Regions from separate parts of the Pan troglodytes genome. Here all the other regions are linked to region 3. Evidence: chromatin contacts called from public Hi-C data. All regions are on one chromosome and are shown on one strand. Each heading gives the region's core, a stretch centred on a gene start, on an enhancer-like site or on the middle of the called end of the contact. The rest is flanking DNA. Distances are from core to core; before and after follow the strand shown.

What was found. Hi-C and Micro-C count contacts between places; a contact is called where the count stands out from the background.
Region 1: a Hi-C map of stem cell-derived neural progenitor cells shows a contact between it and region 3, with 5 times the contacts expected there. The contact joins the promoter of SOX11 here to the enhancer-like site in region 3. A contact is called at or near these places in 3 of 7 Hi-C or Micro-C datasets (induced pluripotent stem cells and stem cell-derived neural progenitor cells) and 1 of 1 datasets of contacts at active chromatin or transcription factors (stem cell-derived excitatory neurons).
Region 2: a contact with region 3 is called in a Hi-C map of induced pluripotent stem cells, with 2.2 times the contacts expected there. The contact joins two enhancer-like sites. A contact is called at or near these places in 3 of 7 Hi-C or Micro-C datasets (induced pluripotent stem cells and stem cell-derived neural progenitor cells).

Annotation. Positions count from the first base shown.
Region 1 is chr12:117,178,063-117,182,337 of NHGRI_mPanTro3-v2.0_pri, reverse strand. SOX11 (SRY-box transcription factor 11) reads left to right here and starts at 1,933. Exons shown (of 1, transcript XM_009441951.5): 1 at 1,933-4,275. The coding sequence starts at 2,289. The coding sequence ends at 3,614. It overlaps LOC134807841 (a long non-coding RNA gene), which reads right to left and starts at 856. Exons shown (of 5, transcript XR_010149219.1): 1 at 542-856.
Region 2 is chr12:117,843,020-117,847,239 of NHGRI_mPanTro3-v2.0_pri, reverse strand. No RefSeq gene overlaps it. Among named protein-coding and RNA genes, the nearest start is that of SOX11, 660 kb to the right of the region's middle. Within about 2 kb of position 1,444, at least 2 of the 24 cell types and tissues checked have an H3K27ac peak or open chromatin away from gene starts, as enhancers often do. A contact at or near this core is called in induced pluripotent stem cells, where this site is marked.
Region 3 is chr12:117,498,874-117,503,209 of NHGRI_mPanTro3-v2.0_pri, reverse strand. No RefSeq gene overlaps it. Among named protein-coding and RNA genes, the nearest start is that of SOX11, 320 kb to the right of the region's middle. Within about 2 kb of position 1,794, at least 7 of the 24 cell types and tissues checked have an H3K27ac peak or open chromatin away from gene starts, as enhancers often do. A contact at or near this core is called in induced pluripotent stem cells and stem cell-derived neural progenitor cells, where this site is marked.

The DNA of each region.
Region 1 (4,275 bases), core at 684-3,183, 320 kb after region 3:
GTGAGCTGTAAGAGAAAAACAAGACCTAGTGCTCGCCGTGCGGGAGTGAAGATGAGTTTTCACACACTGCCTTGGATTTTATACATCTCCAGACTTTAAGTCACCCAGTATGAATGACTGTAAATTCTTTTGGTTCCTATGGCCCTGGAAAGAATAAATTGCCAGCATTATCAAGATTTAAGTTGGTCTGAATATTCCAAGTATTCGATGCAGTGTTTTTCTTTAGGATGAGTCGGGGAAGTGGGGGACGGGGGCGGGAATGGGTTATCGCAATGGCGGTAATTTTTTCAAATCATGATCTGTGAAAAACACGGTATTATTTTATGATATTAGAATCCTCAGAGAAGATCCAGTACTTAAGAAATGTAGTATTATTTGCAGGAGGGCACCTGAAAGGAAGCAGATTTGGATAATTTTCCCAGTCCTACACGGCTGATTTCTCTGGTGAAGGGATCCGGGCAGTGTCTTAGGAACTGCTCAAAGTTCCCAGATACCCAGTGCTGGGGGGTGTGGAGAAGGCGAGCGTGGCGACAGACCATACCTAGGAAGCGGCGATTTTCTTTAATTGCCCCCAGAATATCCGTAGAGGTAGTAGGGACTCAATAAAGAAACACAAAGGAGACGAACACGGCACGATCGCCGGGGTCCGCGGCTGCTCTGCGAGGCCCAGCGCGCCCCAGGTCGCGGCTCCCCGGCCGCCAGCGCACCTTTCCATCTCCAGGGAAAATATTTAGACGGGAAACTCGAGTGCACCTTATTTTCTCTTTGGTTTATGAGTGACCCAGAAGGCTTCTAGCTCACAATCGCACGATTTCAGGACGAGGCTGCCGGAGAAGCGCTGGCGACCAAGGATGGGGGAAGGACAAAGAGGAAGAGGAGGCCTGGGAAGGAGAAAGGAGCGGCGGAGGGGCGGGGAGACGACGGGGCGGGGAGAGGAGGGGCGGGGAGCAGAGGGAGAAGGGAAGGAGGGCGCCGGGCCCCTCGCAGGGACGCCGGGCGGGGCGCGGGCGTGCTGGAGCCTGCGGGACCCAGACCCCGCTCCGGAGCCAGCCCTGGGAGTGGCCAGCTTGAACCCGAGGGCCCCGCAGACCGTTACTCCGGCCCCCGCCCGGGGCGGGGCGCGCGGGGGCGCGGCGCAGCCCAACCCGCACAGCCGCGTCCCCAAACACCACCGAGGAGGGAAAACAGACGGAGAAAAAGGACAAAACAGAAAAATGCAAAACGGGGGAGGGAGCTTACCGCCTCTCGAGCTTTAAATTGATTTATTTGCCTTACAAAAAGGGAGAAAGGGAAAAGGAGAGCAGAGCCCACGTGCCGGGAAGGTTGTTGTCTTCAAGCGCCACCTTCCGTCGGCCAGGGCCGCCGCGGGGCTACCGGGCGGGCTCGGGGCGGCGACGCGGGGGAGCGGCCGAGCCCCGCGAGGGGCTCGCCGGGGAGCAGCTGCGCCCACCCCGGGGCAGGCCGGGCGCGGCTGACCGCGAGCCGGGCGGAGGCCGCCGTCTCAGGCTGGGCGCGTGCCCGAGTATGTGCACCCGGGGAGTGAGCGCGCGCCGTCCGCTGTCGCCGTCGGGCCTCCCGGGGACTGGGCACAAAGGCGCGCGGGGCCTCTCCCGGGACCCGGTCCTCGGTTAGCGCCGGCGCCCGAACCATCCCGGTTCGCCCCGGGCCGCCCGCTCCCCGTGGTGCCGCGCGCCGCTTCCGAGCATCCCGGGAACAGGCGCATCTGTGCACACACGCGGATTTTTTAAAAATAACATATTTCTAGACATGCCTCCTCTCCCCCCACCCCCATCTTTGCAAAGCAGCCCGGAGGGCGGGGTGGAGGGGCGGGGCCTCCGAGTTAATAAAGGAAGATGGGCGGAGCCGGCCCCCAGCCATTGGCTAGCTGGGGGAGTGATGTCACCCATATGACACCCTGATAACTAGTTGAGAGAGAGACCTCAACTTTTTGCAGAAGGAGCGCGCGCGCCTGGGAGAGCTCGGGGTCCGGCGCTTGCGGTAGGAGCCACGAGCCGGAGAGAGGGGTCCCGGGCTGCCTCGACCGCCGTCGCCACCGCCTCTCCTGTCGCGACCGCAGCTCCCACCGCGCCGGCGGCCGTCGCCGCCGAAGCCACCACAGCCGCTGTGTGCAGCCTGGAAGGGGGGGCGGGGGGGAGGGGGGGAGCCGCGAAAGCGGGGTGCCGAGGACTTTGCAACTTGCCCAGGAAGGTGGAGGGGTGGGAGGGGGAGGGGGACCTCCGCACGAGACCCAGCGGCCCGGGTTGGAGCGTCCAGCCCTGCAGCGGATCATGGTGCAGCAGGCGGAGAGCTTGGAAGCGGAGAGCAACCTGCCCCGGGAGGCGCTGGACACGGAGGAGGGCGAATTCATGGCTTGCAGCCCGGTGGCCCTGGACGAGAGCGACCCAGACTGGTGCAAGACGGCGTCGGGCCACATCAAGCGGCCGATGAACGCGTTCATGGTATGGTCCAAGATCGAACGCAGGAAGATCATGGAGCAGTCTCCGGACATGCACAACGCCGAGATCTCCAAGAGGCTGGGCAAGCGCTGGAAAATGCTGAAGGACAGCGAGAAGATCCCGTTCATCCGGGAGGCGGAGCGGCTGCGGCTCAAGCACATGGCCGACTACCCCGACTACAAGTACCGGCCCCGGAAAAAGCCCAAAATGGACCCCTCGGCCAAGCCCAGCGCCAGCCAGAGCCCAGAGAAGAGCGCGGCCGGCGGCGGCGGCGGGAGCGCGGGCGGAGGCGCGGGCGGTGCCAAGACCTCCAAGGGCTCCAGCAAGAAATGCGGCAAGCTCAAGGCCCCCGCGGCCGCCGGCGCCAAGGCGGGCGCGGGCAAGGCGGCCCAGTCCGGGGACTACGGGGGCGCGGGCGACGACTACGTGCTGGGCAGCCTGCGCGTGAGCGGCTCGGGCGGCGGCGGCGCGGGCAAGACGGTCAAGTGCGTGTTTCTGGATGAGGACGACGACGACGACGACGACGAGGAGGAGCTGCAGCTGCAGATCAAACAGGAGCCGGACGAGGAGGACGAGGAACCACCGCACCAGCAGCTCCTGCAGCCGCCGGGGCAGCAGCCGTCGCAGCTGCTGAGACGCTACAACGTCGCCAAAGTGCCCGCCAGCCCTACGCTGAGCAGCTCGGCGGAGTCCCCCGAGGGAGCGAGCCTCTACGACGAGGTGCGGGCCGGCGCAACCTCGGGCGCCGGGGGCGGCAGCCGCCTCTACTACAGCTTCAAGAACATCACCAAGCAGCACCCGCCGCCGCTCGCGCAGCCCGCGCTGTCGCCCGCGTCCTCGCGCTCGGTGTCCACCTCCTCGTCCAGCAGCAGCGGCAGCAGCAGCGGCAGCAGCGGCGAGGACGCCGACGACCTGATGTTCGACCTGAGCTTGAATTTCTCCCAAAGCGCGCACAGCGCCAGCGAGCAGCAGCTGGGGGGCGGCGCGGCGGCCGGGAACCTGTCCCTGTCGCTGGTGGATAAGGATTTGGATTCGTTCAGCGAGGGCAGCCTGGGCTCCCACTTCGAGTTCCCCGACTACTGCACGCCGGAGCTGAGCGAGATGATCGCGGGGGACTGGCTGGAGGCGAACTTCTCCGACCTGGTGTTCACATATTGAAAGGCGCCCGCTGCTCGCTCTTTCTCTCGGAGGGTGCAGAGCTGGGTTCCTTGGGAGGAAGTTGTAGTGGTGATGATGATGATGATGATAATGATGATGATGATGGTGGTGTTGATGGTGGCGGTGGTAGGGTGGAGGGGAGAGAAGAAGATGCTGATGATATTGATAAGATGTCGTGACGCAAAGAAATTGGAAAACATGATGAAAATTTTGGTGGAGTTAAAGTGAAATGAGTAGTTTTTAAACATTTTTCCTGTCCTTTTTTTGTCCCCCCTCCCTTCCTTTATCGTGTCTCAAGGTAGTTGCATACCTAGTCTGGAGTTGTGATTTTTTTCCCAAAAAATGTGTTTTTGTAATTACTATTTCTTTTTCCTGAAATTCGTGATTGCAACAAAGGCAGAGGGGGCGGGGCGGGGGAGGGGAGGTAGGACCCGCTCCGGAAGGCGCTGTTTGAAGCTTGTCGGTCTTTGAAGTCTGGAAGACGTCTGCAGAGGACCCTTTTGGCAGCACAACTGTTACTCTAGGGAGTTGGTGGAGATATTTTTTTTTTTTTCTTAAGAGAACTTAAAGAACTGGTGATTTTTTTTTAACAAAAAAAGGGACCATTACAACTTTTGTTAATTTAATTTTTTTTTTTTTTTTTTTTTTTTTTTTTTTGGAG
Region 2 (4,220 bases), core at 195-2,694, 340 kb before region 3:
AACCTGCAGGCAAGAAGCATAGCTCGTGGCTGAAAATGACAAGCAGGTGTTTTGAGGGAGGAAAGGATAAGACAGGAATTTGTGCTGCATGGGTTGGCTAAGTATACATATTCAACAGGTTATAGGAGGAGCTATGAATAGCCACAAATGTGCTGCACACATGCATACTAAGCTAACATGTATCTTACGTATGTCTATGTTCACTTTGGGGTGGAGACATAACATTTCCTTATATTTCAGTTAGGCTGTTATACACCGAAACGTGAAGCAGAGGGCACGAAGACACTCAATGCACAGCCTCCGTAAACTGAACAGATACACTTCATGGTCCTGTTCTCTTACAAGGAAGGAATGTTGCTTAGCTGCAATGTTGAAGCTGCAAAAAGGAAAGGGCAACATCAGGTCATGGGTTGAAATCAGCCGTGGAGCAAGCCTGTAGTCCCAGCTACTTGAGAGGCTGAAGCAGGAGAATTGCTTGAACCTAGGAGGCGGAGGTTGCAATGAGCCGAGATCGTGCCCCTGTACTCCAGCTGGGGCGACAGAGCAAGAGACTCCATCTCAAAAACAACACCACCACCACCACCACCCACACAAAAAACCATTTAGTCAGCTCCTGGCACACAGTTGATCCTCAAATCTTAGAAGCATGCATTTAGTAGAGAGATGGAAACAACCCATTTTGTAGTTTTATCTCCCTGTCTTATCACTAAATCCTTTACATTTTCAGGCAAGATGATTGTTATAAAACATACTTTCTTAAAAGACAGCTTGGGATTTAGCAAAGCCACCGTTTACAATTATTTGTAAATGTACATTAAACTAATGCCACTGACACGAAAAATGGTTTTCAAGTTATTACTTAATGATTTATTGACACAACTATTTTTATTTTTTTATTTTTATTTTTTATCTTTAAATAAATTTTTAATAAAAACTTCTTGCTGAAAAGCACAGGGAAATGATAAAGCACTTAGAAAAGAATAAGACATTCCCATCACAGTTCTCATATGTAAAGAGATTGGAAGTCAGTACTCTCCTCCTTACAATAATAAAGAAAAATGCTGAACAAACTGAAAAATCAACTTTTTTTGTATTCTTCAGAGAATTGAGGTTGCAAATCACCATCCTGAACTCTCAAAAGAAAAGTAAATACAGAGAATCACAGCTGAGATTAATTTACCTGGAGCAGAAGTTGTTGGAGCCATAAACTAGTACAAACTCTAACTGGTTATTTTAATGAATTGCTGGAGGCTACGTTTGTTAAAGCAGGAGGCTGAGATATGACAGCAGGGGGAGTTGCGGTTTTAGGGGATCCCTCACTTTGCATGGGTTTTACCTACAGGCACTGCACCGTTTTCTCTTGAGAAAGGTCCTACGAAGAAGAGCCTGCTCCTCTCTAGGGGGAAGAGCACCATCTGTGAAGTACAGAGTATTCTACATGACAAAGGCCAACTACCCAAACAAAAACTATCCCAGAGCCTTGGTCCAGTCAGGGAAGGGCATTTCTTCACTCCAGATCTCTTTGGGCTCACTGTTTTGCCAAACACGGGGAAATGAAAACTAAGAAACACTTGTGAAGGTCACAGTCCAAGGACTCAGGTGCACTAAAAGCTTGAGATTTACTCATAAGATTAGAGATTCTATGATTATAGAACATTTCCCCTTCCTGGAACCTTACCATGGCAGCAACAGGGCTCCAGTATGATAACAGTGGATTACAGTTCAAAGAACTAAAAGTCACAGACTGTTTCAGGAGGAGGTCTTAGGGGAAGCTCAGTTTCAACAGAAGAGATGAAAACAAGGGCACTAAAGGAATTTGGGCCCTCTGGCACCTACAGATACAACCAACATTAAATACAGCCTTACTCCTAGCCAGATTAACATAAAACCTCACACTAAAAACCTATTTAGCCGACCATTTTGATTCCTGCCTGTAATTCAAACTACAAGAGAGGCTGAGGCAAGAGGACTGTTTGAGGCCAGGAGTTCAAGACCAGCCTGGGCAACGCAGGGAGATCTTCATCTCTTAAAAAAAAAAATTAAAATAAGTACGTAAATAAAAGGGTGTTTACCTCAGTTTCTATTACTAGCTGATATATCACATCTGCCTTTGAACAACAATCACAACAAAATACAAGGCCTGGTAAAATGCAAGAAAAAACAGTCTGAAAAGACAAAGCAAGCTACAAAAGTTGACTGAGATTTTCAAATTGTCACACAGGGAATTTAAAGTAACTCATGTACTAAGGATTCTGATTTAGAAAGTGGACAACATAGAAGAAGAAATGGGTGATATAAGCAGATAAACAGAAATTCTAAGAAGGAATAAAAAACATTTATTTAGAAATAAAAACATCGTAACTAAAAGGAAGAACAGCACCGATAGGGTCCTCAGTAAACTGGATTCATCTCAGGGAAAAAAATCTAATACTGAAGAGCTTGAAGATAAGTCAATAGAAACTTCCCAAACTAAAATGTAAAGAAAAGAAAACTTAAGAAATATAATATTGCTCCTGATTTGCTCTTTCTAGATTTATTGAACGTTATAGATGATTCTTTTTCATGTACTCCCTTAGCAACAGAAGCAGAGGAAATACTTCTTAACTCCCTCTGTAAAAGGAGCATTACCTTAATACCAAAACCAAACAAAAACATTACAAGAAAGGTCAACTACAGGCTGATATATTCCATGAGCTTATATGCAAAATGCCCTCAAAATATATTGGCAAATTGAAACTAAAAATGTGTAAAAAGTAATGTATACCTTGCTCAAGTGGCATGTATACTAGGTATGCAAAGCTAATTTAATATTCAAAAATCAATTCATGTAATCTAGCATATTAACAGACCAAACAAAAAATATGTAATTGTATAAATTAATGCAAAAATTCAGGAAAAGCATTTGATATAATGCTACACTCATCTACATTAAATTTTTTTTTCAGAAAAATAGGTATAAAGCAAGCTTAAATTCTTGAAGAATATCTACGAAAAGCCTATAACTAACATACTTAATGGTGACAAGTTGAGTACTTTACCCCTAAGATCAGGTACAAGTCAAAAATGTTCATGTTGCCTCCTCTCATCATTCCCACTCAACATTGAATTGGAAGTCCTAGAGATAAAGGAAATAAAAGATATATAGACTGGTAATACATAAATAAAATTGTGTATATTCACAACTGACATGACTGTCATGCAGAAATCCCAAATAATTGAAATATAAACTTTTAGAATTAATAAGTGATTCTAGCAAGGGTGTAAGACTAGGTTAATATAGGGTTTATCACTTTTCAACATATGAAAAATTAGCAATGAGAATGTGAAATTAAGTACAGATTATATATGTAAAAAACCAGAAAAAATCAAACATGAATAAAAGGAGACATATTCTGTGTTTATGGATTGAAAAACTCAATATTGTTTAAAAGTCCATTTTTACCATCCTGATTTTTAGATTCAACGTAATTGCAATTAAAATTCCAGCAAGCTATTTTGCAGATATTTACAAATTGAGTCTAAAGCTTATGTGATAAAACAAAAGACCCAAAATACCTAAAAACATTCAAGAAGAACAAAGTTGAAAGAATGATACAACCTGATGTCAAGACATGACACTACAGTAATCAAGACAGCATGGTGTTGGAAAGCAAACAAACAAAAACATAGATTGATAGAAAATAATAGAGTGCGGAAATAGAATGACATAAATATAGTTACTAATCTTTGGCAAATAACAATGGCAATTTAATAAAGAAAGGGTTGTCTTTTAAATAAACAGTGTGGAAACAACTAAATGTCTATATAAAATCATCATCATCATAGTTATCCGCCTAAATGTACAAAACAAAACTGCAAAATGTCTAGAGAAAAACATAGGAGAAAAATCTATGTTACACTGACTCGGTGATTTTTTTTAAGATACAAATCCAGAAGAGTAATTCATAAAAGGGAAAAAATTAAATGAGTGTATTTTAAAATTAAAAATAATTTTAATTTCTTGTCTATGAAAGACACTGTGAAGAGAATCAAAAGATAAGACATAGGCTGAGACAAAATGTTTCCAAAACACATATCTGATAAAGGATTATATCTAAAAAATATGAAGAACACTTAAGAATAATAAAATAAAAAATCTTTTAAATATGTTCAAAATATATGAACGAACATATCACTAAGGAAGATATAAAGATAGCAAATAAACATTTAAAAAGATGTTC
Region 3 (4,336 bases), core at 545-3,044:
TTGCTGGTTTATAATTCTAGAATCTAAGGGTTCCCATCTATCAACTCAAAAGCTTTCTGTTGACCAAAATCCCAAGGGAAAAGGGTATACAATAGAAATAGTATGGATTAAGACAACGTAGTGATTAATAAAAAGAAACATAATGAAAAAAACACCGGTTTTGCCAATGATTTACATTGTAAACCTCAAAAGCCACTTATTTCTCAGAGCCTCAGTTTCCTCTTAATGAAATCAGAGTATTTAACCCAATGAAGCTGACATTTCCTTCAAGTGCTTCAATGCTCAGTGATTATTATAGCCTATAGTTCAGTGGGGGGAGGTAAAGAATCACAAAAGAGAAAAAGTAACCATGTATTAATACAAGTGCTTAAAAAATACTTGCTGGTTAAATAAATAAAGAAGAACATGATATACTTCCAAGTTTTTTTGCAAATGAACCTTCCTTTAATTATAAGCTGAAGTAATCCAAGTACTCCTGTGAAGAATTGTATGCATGCCTAAAATGCTATTCTTTTAGTACTAATTGCCAGTTGTTTAATCACTTTTAAGATTTTCTTTTATGTGTCGGTCATATTTTTATAAATGCCCTCTGTGACAGAAAACTGTCATCCCATGTGGATTTGATTGCACTGTAAGGAAAAACCATTCAAAGAGAGATAATGGAGGTAAGTTACTCTTTTCTTACTTGACTCCCGCTCGTTAACTGAGTCTGAACCAGAATTTTTAAAGTTGTTTATAGCAGTGAGGGCAGAGTTGAAACCAGCCATGTACTCCTTGCTGAAGCCCTCAAATGCCCCGGAGCTTAATCTCACACCCTTGAGAGGCTAAAAACGTGTCTGCGAAATTGAACTGGAGATCATGCATTTTAACTAGCATTTTAATAACTTTATTGCTCATATTAAGAAAAACTCCATTGATATGCAGATTGTGTCAATACTTCTTTTGCTAAAAGTTGTGAACACTTTGGCAATCACAAATGAAAGCATTAAGACAGAGAAGATGTGAAGCAGGAACTCTCCTGATTATATGTCATTCTATTTCTAACATCTGTAAGTATCTTACATACTGAGCATTATGAATGCCTTTGAAGGCTCTGCAAATAATTTTCCAAACTCCATGAGAAGGGAGAGTGTCAGGGAGAGGGTTTGAGGCTGGAGTCCGGAGCTTCTGCCTGTCTCTGACAGTAGTACACCTTATTAACACATATGGGCCAAACAACAAATTATTTAACTTATGGTTAAAAAGCATAAGAGACTACTTTACAAAAAACAATGTATGTAGTAGTTAATAAAACTTCAAATGATGTTTACCGCATACCGTTGTGGAATAGCTATTCAGATCAAGTTAAAAATTGAAATACAAAAACAAACCAGAGAGAGAAAGAGAGAGAGAGACAGGAAAAGCCCATCCACTGAATCTCCAGCATTCCTGCATGGAGTTTAGTAAGGAAAGAGCACATGTCGCAAAGCAAAGACATTGCAGTTCCAACAACAAAAGTAAAACATCTTATTTACAAAAGACCCCTTTCCGGCTGTTGTGAGTGAACCTGTGTTTGTGAGAAGCAGCGAAGAAGCTCTAAAGCCCACACTTTTCTCCCCTTAAACGGCCATCACAGCATCGAAGTTCCAAAAGGGGACACCTATTACAGGCCTCTAATGATTATTTTTTTAAGTGCACTTTACACGTCTTCCCACAGCCCTAGTGCTGTGCTGGAAAGATGATCCCTTTCCTGCCTGTCAGCCACAGGTACAGAATGCCCCTTGTCCAGACCCAGGAGAAACAACAGGAGCTGTTGAACTCTTTGCCTTGAGTCTTCCCTGAGAGAATGCGCCAGGCTTTGTCTTCCTTGGGACAAAGCTCCTCTCTCCCAGGGGGCCGGGGTGCCACCAAACCATGGCATGGATTTAGATTCCATGGGATTGGAGTTCATTCAGAAAATTGGTTTTAGGAGCCTTATCTAACATTTCCAAGCAAGAACCCCAAAGGTCATCCTGCCCTTCTGTAGGGAGCCCAAGTTGTAGAAACAATCCCAGAGGAGAAACATGTTTTCTAACTTCTGTGACTGCATTGTGGGAGGCACTGCTCACTGTACACCCGGCACATGAGGGTAATTAGGTGATCCTCTTACTTGTAACCCAAAGAAGAGATTAAATTAATGAATAATACATACACAGAGTTCCCTTCGTCTTAAATGTGTTTTTACAAAGAGGATAGTACTCACACAGATTTATAGAAACTACCTATGGGATTTTAAAGATAAGTAAAGTTGTGTATTACTTCCCAAATGTGGGAAAATTTGGATGGAATTAAGACCTCAAAACTATTGGTGCAATGCAATGTGTCACCTCTCAGTAGAAGAAAAATGTGACTAGAAATAAGAAAGACAGAAGGCTTTCTCATGTAGTAATTTTTTAAAAGTACATTTTCTTTAGTATCCTTACAAGATTCCTAACTGTTTAAGACCATATTCTTTCTTCAGGTATTCATCTTGCAGATATTTGCATGTTTTAACATAGGTGTCTCCACCTATTAAAATAATAGGATGTATTTTTTCTTAAGCTTTGCTGTGATTAAATGCAAGAGTCACCTATTTCAAATCAGGTTTAAAAACCAAGAGTAGGTGTCCTCAGAAATCACAAATTCTGGGGTATAATGAAATTGAAGTTGTAACATTGCCTCGTAAAAGTTGTTTCTGAAAAAGGCGGGACTTCCAAAGCATTTCTCCTGCAAATGTTTTCTATCATAGGCCTTTCTTTGAGGAGTAAAGGAAGTATTCTCACCCATGCCTCTGGAAATGAACGCTGAAACTCCTGAAAGGTTCCCTGATGCTTCCTTTCATGTTTCTCTCAGGAAGCATTGACTTGAGCACCTCCTCTGTTCACGCCACTGTTCTATTAATACTTGCTACAAAGACACAGATGAAATGGGTAGCTCTCCAAATACAGAGAAAAATATGCAGAGAAGAGTTTACGGATTTATTTTAACCACTTGCCAGACACTTTTAAACATGTCCTGTAGAACAGGCTGGGAAATTATTTTTAAGGTCGCTTGACAAACGAAGAAACTGAGGGAAAGCCATTAGATACCTAACATTCACAGAATCCATTCTGCAAAGCTTGGAATCCATATGGGCTACAGTTGCAGGTTCTTTCCAGACAGTAGCCTGCTTCGAGGTTAAAAAAAAAAAAAAAAAAGAAAAAAAACGAAGCCTGCCTGACTTCTTGAGCCATTAATTAATCCCTTTCCTTTGCAAGGTGGTCCTTCTACGGTCTCCAGCAGTTCAAATGCTTCCCGGAAGAGGCAGGCGCTTATCTTTCCTATGGTGCTACAAAGCTCTCACAGCAGTGCCAAAGTCCAGTTCTCCCATAAAAGCACCAATGTAGAAAGCAAACCTTTAAACAGCTTCCAACCCAACGTGAAAGAAAAAATAACCTTATTCTTACTCCTCCCCCCATTTCCTCTCCAACTGAGCTTCTCACTGCAAGCCTGTTAGGTTCTCATTCTATTTCTCCTCTTCATTGTTTTCCCCGGTGCTCCTGCATGTGCGCACGTGTGTGTGTACATATACACTAGTATCCTCCCACATCCCAAATACCAAGCCCTTCCTTCCCCTCATTGAAGGACTTTTTTGAATTCTGATTCAAGCAGGAAGCTTACCCAGACCAGGCCACCCGACGAGACTTTCTATTTTTACTCCTACTTTTGTTATACCATTAGACCCTATGATCTATTTCAACTTTCAAAACCTATTTCAAAATAAATAGGATCCCCTCATGCCCCACCATAAAGGTTGTGAGAAATCATAAAATATAGGTAATGGAATTAGAGTAACAAGTTAACATGTAAGATCACTTAACATTTCAGATGATGTGTGTATGTTTTTGGGTGTCTGTGTGTGTGTATAAAATGTATGGGTGTATATATAATGGGTGTATATGTAATTTTATAATACACATATAAAATGCCATCACATGCTACATAAATATGAGCTGTGTCAACTGCATCAGGCAAGAGCCCCCTCTGATAGTGCACAGCTTACAGGGCAGTCAGTAGATGTGGCTTTGTCATTCTTTGTGGTTTACTGTGGGGTGAATTGAAAATAATCTTGAAGGCCAGGCGCAGTGGCTCACATCTATAATCCCAGCACTTTGGGAGGCTGAGGCGGGTGGATCACCTGAGGTCTGGAGTTCGAGACCAGACTGACCAACATGGAGAAACCCTGTCTCTACTAAAAATACAAAATTAGCTGGGAGTGGTGGCACATGCCTGTAATCCCAGCTACTCAAGCGGCTGAGGCAGGAGAATCGCTTGAACCCAGGAGGTGGAAGTTACAGTG